2 separate regions of the Triticum aestivum genome follow, and region 1 is linked to region 2. Evidence: chromatin contacts called from public Hi-C data. All regions are on one chromosome and are shown on one strand. Each heading gives the region's core, a stretch centred on a gene start, on an enhancer-like site or on the middle of the called end of the contact. The rest is flanking DNA. Distances are from core to core; before and after follow the strand shown.

Region 1 (5,358 bases), core at 2,723-5,222, 160 kb before region 2:
TGACTGGTACAGTAGTAGTACATTTCAGAAGAAGAAGAAAATTAATTGACCGGTAAGCAATCTGAAACTACGGAGCACGTATTTGAGAAAAAGGAAAAGAAAGCCCCAAAAACCAATAATTTTGTAAAATCTTTGAAATGGGAGAGCGAAAATTTCGTAATGGGCCTTCTTCCTTTATCAGAATCGATTTGATAAGGCCGTGTAGGAGCAAGGCTCAAATTGTTTTCGTTATGATGCAGCCATTTGGTGGATGGATATCATTTCCAGACAAAGTAGAAGTGTTATCGAAGGATTTCGTTCCATTCTTCCTAATGGAGGAGTAAAGAAAAAGTATTGCAGAGTACACGTGGTTTTATTTCAAGAAAGAAAAGATTTAACATATACCATAGTCAAGATCCTTTGATTTTCTTTTTGCGGGAACCAAATATATTTGATAGTGTAAGGAAAAATAATACGGGCTTGTTAAGTCTAAGTGTCTGCTGATTGCTCAACCGTTGAACTTTTGCATGTAGATGTGTGCTGGACTGAGCACCGTCCAATGGACCTCACAACTCTAGTAAAGAAAAAGGACCTCACAACATTTTGTCACACCATTTGCAACATATATTCCTACTGGTTGCAACATGTCTCACAAATCGCAATATCTGCCCTCATTGTTCGTAGCACGTAGTCTCACCGGTCGCACTATCCGCCATTGATGGTTGTAGCACTTAGTCACACCGGTTACAACGTGGCACAAAGTCCATGTTTGGTAAACCATCGATGCATATCAGTGTGCCGACAAGGGAGCCCCAGAGACCACCAAAGGAGGGGTGGGTGAAGGAAAACTTGAACCTCGCTATGTCCAAACCAGGAGATAAAAGGAGGAGGAGGGGTTCTTGGGGACCACCATGGCGCCGTCCTTGCAGGGACGTGTTGTATAATCTGGTTTTGTATACCGCCGAATTGTATCCATCCATGTTTGGACTCGGATCTTGCCAAAATGAATAAAGGAAATCTGTTGTTTTCACCCGATTGATGCGGGTTCTTCATTAGCCACTCTCACGTGTGCGACGTGACTCTTCCAGGCCCACACACAGTCCCCCTGTCTCCACTTTACCCCAAGTTGAATGTTCTCATTCACACGATTTTTTCCCCTCGACCAGTCATTTTCTTCCTCTAACACATCATTTCCCCAACACTAATTCTTCGCTGTTGTCAAGCTTTGCTCTGAAGTTGTGCTGTCACGCCGATGTTGCGAGGCCACATCGCCATCGTAAATTGTGGATCCCCGCCCTCTCCTCTTTTCTCGACCACACATCACTCCTCTATCTCAGTCCATCTCGTCCTTACCGACAGATGTTGCAAGCTCACCACCACCCACCACATGGGGGTACTACCGCTGCAACACCCACTGCACTACCATAGTAGATGCACGTAACGGTCCATTGCTGCAAAGCATGTCGTCATTGCATTGCATTACTATTGCACGCACCGCCTCTTTAGCAAACTAGCAACGGGGCGCGCAAGGCTCGCCGACGCTAGTGCTGCAAAACAAGTGTCTATGCTACAATGACGAATGCACCCCGCCGTGCATGTTGAAAGCAAGCCACTCAGTGGCGGAGGACGAAAAAAATTTAAGGTGTGGCGAAGTCTTAAGGAAAGAACTTTTTTGATGCAAATCAAAAGAGTCAATACACACTATAAACACACTACAAACGAAAAACCAAATACAATGAAAATGTAGACATGTTTCAATAGAAAAATAACCTAAAACATACCGATAATCAAGCTTTCAATGGCGTCTAGAACGCGCTCGTTAGGTTTCCGTCGCGTCGGCCGTCGGGTGAAGTGTCTGGTCGAGTGCGTGTGCGTCTCAATCAGGTTGTGCGTGCTCGACCCCATTTTTTTAGGCATAAAAGCCACTTTATTGATCAAAATTCCACAGAATATTGGATGCAAGCTGGGTCATGTGGCTAGCCAAGCCACACAATGACACCCCTGAGCTAAAATAAGAGCATATTTAGCTAACCTACGAGCTTCAAAATTAACTTCATGACTTTTAGAAATAAAACTACAGGAAAAAGGAGTTGATCTAGACTTGATTTCCTTAATAATGGCCCCATACGCCCAATGGTTACCTTTCAAGATATCACTGGCCACTTGTTTTCAATCTGACAATATGATAAAGTTTTGGACTTAAAGATCTCGCGCCAATGAGATAGCCTCTCGACAGGCTATAGCCTCCAGAGTTGCGGGATCAAATACCCCGGCAATAATCAAAATAGAACTTCCCAAGAACATGCCCTGGCTATCACGGCAGATCACCGCCGCTGAGCCTCCTCTTTATGCTACGACTCCCGTGTCTATATGTATTTTTGCAAAATTAGCAGGTGGAGCTGGATCGAGACATCGAGTCGTGCTCTGCTTCGTGCTTGGGCGCTGGATCGAGTCGTGCGTGGCCTCGACCGATTCTTGGCCCAATTAGCTGGATGCGTCGGCCCATCTCTTTCTTTAGCGTAAAACTGCCAGCGGTCAAAACAAACGAGCGAGGCAACCGTAAGATACATAGGTACGTATACAATTTTGTTTTGCTCAAAATTAAGGTATGGCGGCTGCCATACCTTGCCCACCGGAGGCCTCCGCCAGTGAAACCACCAATGCTGCAACGACAAGGTTGGAGAGGATTGCGTATTGGTGTGCCCCCCCCCCCTCGTGGGCGGCGCTGAAAGCCAAAGACTGATGCTACAACGTGGCCTTCAGCCGAGGCAAATCCAACAAGCTGGAGACCTGCTGCTACGAGCGACACACACCCTGCTGTGACACTGGCGGTGCTACAACGTGGCCTTCAGCCGAGGCAAATCCAACAAGCTGGAGACCTGCTGCTACGAGCGACACACACCCTGCTGTGACACTGGCGGCACCGCCGCAACCCACGCACGCTCCGATTGTTGTAAAAAATGAGATCCATGGACATTATCACCCTGATAGGATTCGAACCCTGGCTGCAGGGTGCGCCACTGCCCACCCTTGCCACTAGGCTACAGCTTCAAGCTGAAAATACTTAAGATAATTAACAAACTATCTCTACCGTTCATTGCACGATGAACAGCTCAGATTTTCCTGGAAAATTCAGAACCGCATCGCCTTATCGCAAAGCTCTTTTTACCGGTGCCGGGATGTACCGGCAACCAGCTAGCCAATCAGCATATGACATCACATAAGCACTCATATACGGGAGATGTATTTCACTCATTTCTCTAGATTTGCATGCAGTGTATTTTCTGCACTAGGACCGGTATGTCAGATGAAGGAGACATGCATGCGTGACCATCTCTGCCTGACACACAAGTACTTATGAAGCACGCATGCATTTTGTTTTCGCTTTGATAATTTCAATCACGCATATCTTTTAATCTATAGTTTTATTTTTAATTTTTTTTATATAATTGCAATGTGTTTTCTAAAATGAGTGAAATCTATCATTTGTAAATGGTTGTAATGTGTTTTCTGAATCTAGTGAAATGTGAAACTGACTGGAAGGTTTTCCAAAACTAGTGAAATGTGAAATTGACTGAAATGCTTTCTCTAAAATGAGTGAAACAGTAAAATTCAAACTAGCCAAAGTGCATCCAAGATTGATCTTGTTTTAAAGGTCTTGTCGTGCTGAATTCAAAAATATAAAATATTTCAAAACTGGATATTTAGTTCAAAAGTTATCAACCTTTTAAAATATGGCATGGAAAATAAAGTGTAAGTATTTAGTACGTGCATGCAGCTCGTTCATCTGCTCAATCTCTCACCCTGCCACCTGACAAAAGGTACTGCTGTGGACCTCGCCCAACCTTGTATATGTGTTTGTATAAGATTCGTATTGCTAAGAAGGAGAAACAAAAGCATAGTGGGGTCTACCAGCCATACCAATCTCAAAGCAATGTTTGTGGTAGATTCATCACCGGTACATCCCGCCACCGGTAGAAAAACTTATTCGATCGCCTTATCCTCTCAACCAGACCCATCATCTTCCTCCTCCACACGCGCGCATCAGTCACCGGCCACAAGCCTCCTCCCGCCCCAATGGAGGCCGTCCTGCGACATCCATCCCTTTCCCGCCTCAAAGCCCCCAACCCAGCTGCTCACAGAACCCAGTACCTCTCCATCACCGTCCCTCGCCGTCCCCGCGTCCCCAAGCGCCGCCTCGCCGCCGCCGCGCTGTTCCAGGACCAGACCAACCCAAGAACCGCGGCAACAAGCAAGGGGGGCGATGAAGAAGACGAGGAGGGGTACGGAGAGGTGGACCGCATCGTCTCCAGCCGAACCGTCAAGAACGCGGTGTTCGCGGAGGACGGCTCGGCCACCACCGTCACCGCCACGGAATACCTCGTCGAGTGGAAAGACGGGCACGAGCCGACCTGGATCCCGTCGGAGGCGATAGCCGCGGACGTGGTGGCGGAGTACGAGACGCCGTGGTGGGATGCCGCCAAGAAGGCCGATGTGGATGCGCTGGGCGCGCTGCTGGCGGACGAGGCGCTGCGGCGGGACCCGAACGCCGAGGACGCGCAGGGGCGCACGGCGATGCACTTCGCCGCGGGGCTCGGGTCGGAGGAGTGCCTGCGCTTGCTCGCGGAGGCGGGGGCGGACGTGGGCCACGCGGAGCGCGCCGGCGGAGGGCTGACGCCGCTGCACATCGCGGCGGGGTACGGCCGGGCGACGGGCGTGCGCGCGCTGCTGGAGCTGGGCGCCGACGCGGAGGGCCCCGACGGGAAGGGCCGGACGCCCCTGGAGCTCGTGCAGGAGGTGCTGGCTGCGACGCCCAAGGGCGTGCCAGCGGCGTTCGAACGGCGCCAAGCGCTCGAGGCGGCGGCGAAGGAGCTGGAGAAGGCCGTGTACGAGTGGGGCGAGGTGGAGAAGGTGGTGGACGGGCGCGGCGAGGGCAAGTGGCGGGAGTACCTGGTGGAGTGGCGCGACGGCGGCGACCGGGAGTGGGTGAAAGCGCCGTGGGTGGCGGAGGACCTGGTGAAGGACTTCGAGGCCGGGCTGGAGTACGGCGTCGCGGAGGCCGTCGTGGACAGGAGGCAGGCGGCGGACGGCGACGGGGACGGCAAGTGGGAGTACCTCGTCAAGTGGGTGGACATTGAGGAGGCGACGTGGGAGCCCGCGGAGAACGTGGACGCCGAGCTCGTGCAGGAGTTCGAGCGGCAGCAGTCGGGGAACGGTGGCGCCGCACCGCCGGCGGAGACATTTGCCGGGTGACGGCGGCCGTCGATCGTGCTCGGTTCGCTCTTCGTTTTTGTCGTGTCGATGGAACGTCGCAGTATGTATCATTAGCGATCGAAGAGATTTTTGTGTGATTATTAATTAAGAAAACATTCTCATGAG
Region 2 (5,109 bases), core at 1,388-3,887:
GTTAGTGAACAAGGGCGGTAAAACCTTCCATCCGTCTTTGAGGAATATATAAGGTTGTCTAGACTCTGACGAGCATGAGATATAAGCAGTTCGGTAGATAGAGGGGGGCGGAAACTCACTGCAGTAGACGAACTGGTTGAAATCCAATGTCACTTTCCCTTGCTTGGTTGTGTCAAATGAGCTGAACAAGTTACTGGAAAGCGAGAAAATGTTTCATCAGTAATTGGGAGTAAAATTTAGCACATGGCACTTTGGGAGAGACAAATCACGGAACACAATTCTGCAAAATGTTCCTTGTTATTCAAATGTAAATCAAGTAACCACAGACCAGTCTACAATTAGGTTTTAGTTGCAAAGTAGAAGATGTCCAACAGCTGTGTACTGTGAAACATTGAAAAGCACGTCGGAAACATGTTGTGCGTACCGAGCTGACTGCACAAAGATGCAGATCGATATGAACTCATCCAAACGAACCATCCCCTTCTTGCTCTTGTCGAAGCTCTGAGAATAGACAGGTATGAAATTAGCTAAACAAAATGAAGTAAAGAATAAGAAGCACAAATGCAGCTAGTACTAGCAAAGGGCTCTAGGCTGCGTAGCTAGGAAATGGATATGATCGGACGAATGAAGTAAAGAATGCTGAAGTAGCATTTTCTCAAGTTCTGTCATACTGCAAGTTTTTTTTTACAGGGATATACTGCATATTCTTCATTTTATATTCACTGTTGACTTCAGTTTCCACCTACATTTTCTCAGTTGCATGACCCATTTCAAGCTCAAATATGAAAACCCATGATCATATAACTCATCTTAGTACTTCAACGACCAACACTGGTTTTCTGAACAGCAACAACGGGCGATCGACGAACACTAGTTTTACACCTAGATGCTCCAATTTGCAAGAAAAGGCATCTTAGGATAAATAACATCTCAAGTTTTAAATTTGGACAGGTTCACCCTTCAAATGTATCACTGCAATAGTTAATCACAAGCTCATGATGCCTTCTGGGAGAGCCTCTAAAGCTAGACATGAATAATCCTAGGATAAACCATGCAGTAGCAGTGAAAGTGAAGTACCTCACAGACAGTGTAGAAGGCAGGTGAATCCAACGAGAAACCGAGTTTGATTAGTGCCTGTATAGAACATGGAGGGAATTAAAAAAAATCCATGTAATGTTGCTCATATGGGACACAGTTGACAGTACATCTCAAAACTAGAGAAATTAACATATCACCTCATACACATCCTCAAGGCTGAGAAATCCACGACCCCTGAAATTAAGGAGAGGATAAGAAAAGTACAAGAATGATATCTGAAAACACACGCACAAACAAACTGAACACCTAAAGTCAAGAAAAATACAAACTGTAACAAAGTTTAGGGTGGCATTTGAACAATTTATGAATGCCGCACATGGCTACAAACTCATGAGACATGATACCTTTCTAGGGTGGAGAAGACACCCTGCACCTGCAAATTGAAAAGGAGCAGTGCATATAAACGATCAAGTCAAACAGGAAGCATGGAAATAGGAATGCATTACAGTGAAGCTCACTCCTCTCAAATGTAGTGTAACATATATTATACAGAATAGCAGGCCAACTTACTTAACAATTCATTTAACCAAACTTCAAATGCCATGGCCACAATACTATCAATTTTTCGACAAGGAAAAACAAATGTGCATGCCAGTGACTAATCCTGAATGCCGAGCAGATCGAAATGGAGACCCCACATACTCCCTCCTTCCATCTATATAGGGCCTAATGTGTTTTTCAAGACCGCCTTTGACTATTCATAAGACTAATAATACATGAAATGTATAATGTGAAAATTATATCATTGGAAGCTCCTTTCACGTACGAATTTGACTGTATGCTTTGTGTAACTTGCATGTCATATATTATCACTATAACACTTGGTCAAAGTTAGCCTCGAAAAATGATTAGGCCCTATATAGATGGAAGGAGGGAGTACCTTCTGAAGGAACTTGTTAAGAGCCAAAAACTCTGCAAAGTACAAAGGGATACAGCAAGCGAGGTCAAAATCAGATCATCTTTCCAAGTGATCACAGCATGGAGTCAATGGTCAACTTTCCCTAGAGTAGCAGAGTTCATGCGGATATGAGCGGCTAACCTTCGAAGCTCATGGTGCCGTTCCGATCGAAGTCATACATCCTGCACAGTACAGTACAGACATCATTGACCCTCCCAATCCCCAAATGAGCTCGAGTCATCGGATAAATTAGACAGAGCGCACAAGCTGAAAGCCCCGGCGGCCAGAGGAGGTGGAGGAGGACCTGATCATCTGCTGCACGACGGAGAGGGGGAAGTCGAGGTTGCCCACGGCGAGCGCGCTCTGGCGGGAGGAGAGCGGATTTCCGGGTTAGTGGTCGAATTCTGGTCGCCGGCACTTCCGAGTAGGGGGGGCGAGGGGATAAGGAGAACCTGGAGCTGAGGAGCCGTGATGTTGCCGGTGCCGGCGGCGTCGACGCGGTCGAACCACTCCCGGAGCACCACCGCGTTCTCCATCTCCGCCTCTCCGGCGACGGACCAGAGCGTTTCCGTGGGGTGGGGCCGTGGGGGGAGGGAGGTGGGAAACTGGCAGGTTTACGTCTTCGTTAATTTCCGCCTTCGAACCTAGAATACGTAATGCGCGTACATGTACTTCCTCGCTAAATTTATTAAAAAAAATTAGCAAAAGGCCCGTGCGTTGCAACGGATGAACAACAAAAACTCACGAAAATTATAATGTCTGACATAAAATGCACTCGTATGAACCGAAATCAGCAGCGCTCAGAGATTATTTTGTCAACACAAACAGATGGGGTTACAATGGGTACGAATGATTGAAAATTTTAATCAAGAAAATAAAAGAAGAAAAAAAAATGGAACAAAAACCATCAATCCTGTGCATGTATCCAACTTCGTCGAGATGAAAAGGAAATGTAGAACCAAGCTCGTCAATCGTGTGCAATTGTGCATGTAGATACGGAGAAGCAAACAGATGAATGCAACGGCCATAATCAAGCATTTAATCCTTTTGTAGCTTTCTCGTTAAAAAAAATCCTTTTTCTAGCTAATTCCTCCTAAGTTAGTTAACTTCTTTCTTTAATCTCGTTTTTTGCATGGCGAGAATCAAGCCTTGAGTCTCCAGCCCGCGCTTGGGCACCAGCCGTCTCACACACAGGCAACGCGTGTCGTTTGGCCGCTCTTCCCTCCGACCTTATCTTCTCAGCCCCCTCCTCTCATCCTCTCGTCTCTTCCCCACACCTTTCTTCTCCCCATCCCCGATTCCCTTCTTTTCTTAGCACCCGATCCATCGTGCACGCCGCCCGCTACCGGAGCTCCAACGCGCCTCTCCTCCTCCCTCGTTTCTCTCTCCTCTGCCTCTCAGTTCTTTCTCTTTTCCCTTGTCCATGAGAAGGAGCACGCAAGGAGCCTCGCCGCTGCTGCCACCACCACCACGGTTGTCTTCACGCCACCGCCGCCTCCGAGTTCGCCAGCCGCTGCTCAGATCTGCGGGATCCATGTCCCCAAGCCGCCGGTGTCCGTCCTGCGTCCCGGATCTGGCTTGTCCACGCCCTTCGGCCTCCCCTGCGACCAGCGCCGGCACCCTCCCCACTGCCTCGTCTACATGCGTGAGGACAACGATGACAGCGCCACCATCGACCGTCTGGGCCGTCCCTTGGCCTTGCTCGCGTGGGCCGCCGCGTGGGCAAGCCAGTCGTCGCCGGCGGGAGCGACAGTGAACGGGACTACTCTTTGCATTCACTCTATCCCGTCTGCATCTCTGTTTTCCTCACCGGACTGACGTTGAATAATACCAAATTACAGGGTGTTATTTGCATAAGCGAAACGTTTTCTCCTATAATCCACTTAAAATAGGATGGCGGGTTTAATTACTGAAAACACAAGGGCTTTTTTGAAAAAATGTGTGACGTACGACCAGAAGCAATGCGCGGTTTATTATTATTATTATTATTATATTATTATTATTATTATTATTATTATATATATATATACTAGCAAAAGAGCCCGTGCGTTGCCACGGGAAAAATAAATCATGACATGTCCCTAGCGCTCCATCAGCGTTGCGGCTTTTCCTCCTCATCACTACCGCCGATGGTGGTCAAGTTGTCCGCCTATTCACGATGAATGATGAATCCTAAGGTGACGAGCTTGGTAATAACACTTAGCACACTACTTTCGCGAGCTCTTTCCTGCAGCCTCGTCTATTGACGGACTTGTAATGATTGTGGGCACTATCCTTGTATCATCTACACTTGATGCATGTACCATCCTTAATATCGGTGTAAACGAACTTTTACTATCCACTGTATTGAGTAACCACTGCTTTACATGACTACTTTGACAATCCCATGTTTATCTCAAATATATGTGAGTATATAGTTAAAAATACCTCTTATTCTCACCAGAACGGCGAAGTACAAACTGAGCCCATGAACTAAATTCTAGATTATGCAAAACAATTTAAGATCACATATGTTTCAGATTTAAGAAGAATATGCACCTATGTTATCAATATTAAAAAGCAGAAATACCAAGCAACCCTTAGGGAAAGAAGGCTCGTATCTTATAAAACATTCTTCCCCTATATACTCTTCATTGAATTTATCAATTAATCCACATTCTCATCCATGAACGCATGCATCATATGAGAATTTCAGCAAGCACAGATTAGCTAAATAAAAATCCAACTACGTCCACATAACAAGTTAGGTCGAAAGAGAAGACACGACACATGCGGCCATCGGATTGAGTTTTCTCGAACATGTCCGGTCCTGTGGCAGGTCGACCGACCTGTAATGATTGTTGGCCCACCCCTGTCTCATCTACACCAACCCCACATTGTGTGTAATCTTTTTTTCATAGGGTGCAATTGTTCAGGTCTAGAGTCATGCAATTGTTGCTAGATAAATTTGAATGAAATTACTAAAGGTCTTACATGATGAAGCTCGCCGGCGAGGGATCGAATTCATTGAGAATGTCACAGACGATTCCTACGCATCTTCCATCCTATCTGAATCATCCGAGCCTAAATCTGATGGGTAGTTCACACGACAAACAGTCGATACAATAAACAGA

The links. A called contact is a pair of places that touch in the nucleus more often than the background predicts.
Region 1: a contact with region 2 is called in a Hi-C map of leaf, with 3 times the contacts expected there. The contact joins the promoter of LOC123105814 here to the promoter of LOC123108303 in region 2. A contact is called at or near these places in 3 of 5 Hi-C or Micro-C datasets (leaf and root) and 1 of 1 datasets of contacts at active chromatin or transcription factors (leaf).

The regions. Positions count from the first base shown.
Region 1 is chr5A:667,337,095-667,342,452 of IWGSC CS RefSeq v2.1, reverse strand. It overlaps LOC123105814 (probable signal recognition particle 43 kDa protein, chloroplastic), which reads left to right and starts at 3,972. Exons shown (of 1, transcript XM_044527963.1): 1 at 3,972-5,358. The coding sequence starts at 4,057. The coding sequence ends at 5,232.
Region 2 is chr5A:667,173,784-667,178,892 of IWGSC CS RefSeq v2.1, reverse strand. It overlaps LOC123108303 (sorcin), which reads right to left and starts at 2,637. Exons shown (of 10, transcript XM_044530126.1): 1 at 2,449-2,637; 2 at 2,301-2,359; 3 at 2,138-2,178; 4 at 1,979-2,010; 5 at 1,443-1,471; 6 at 1,236-1,272; 7 at 1,078-1,134; 8 at 425-501; 9 at 120-193. The coding sequence starts at 2,532.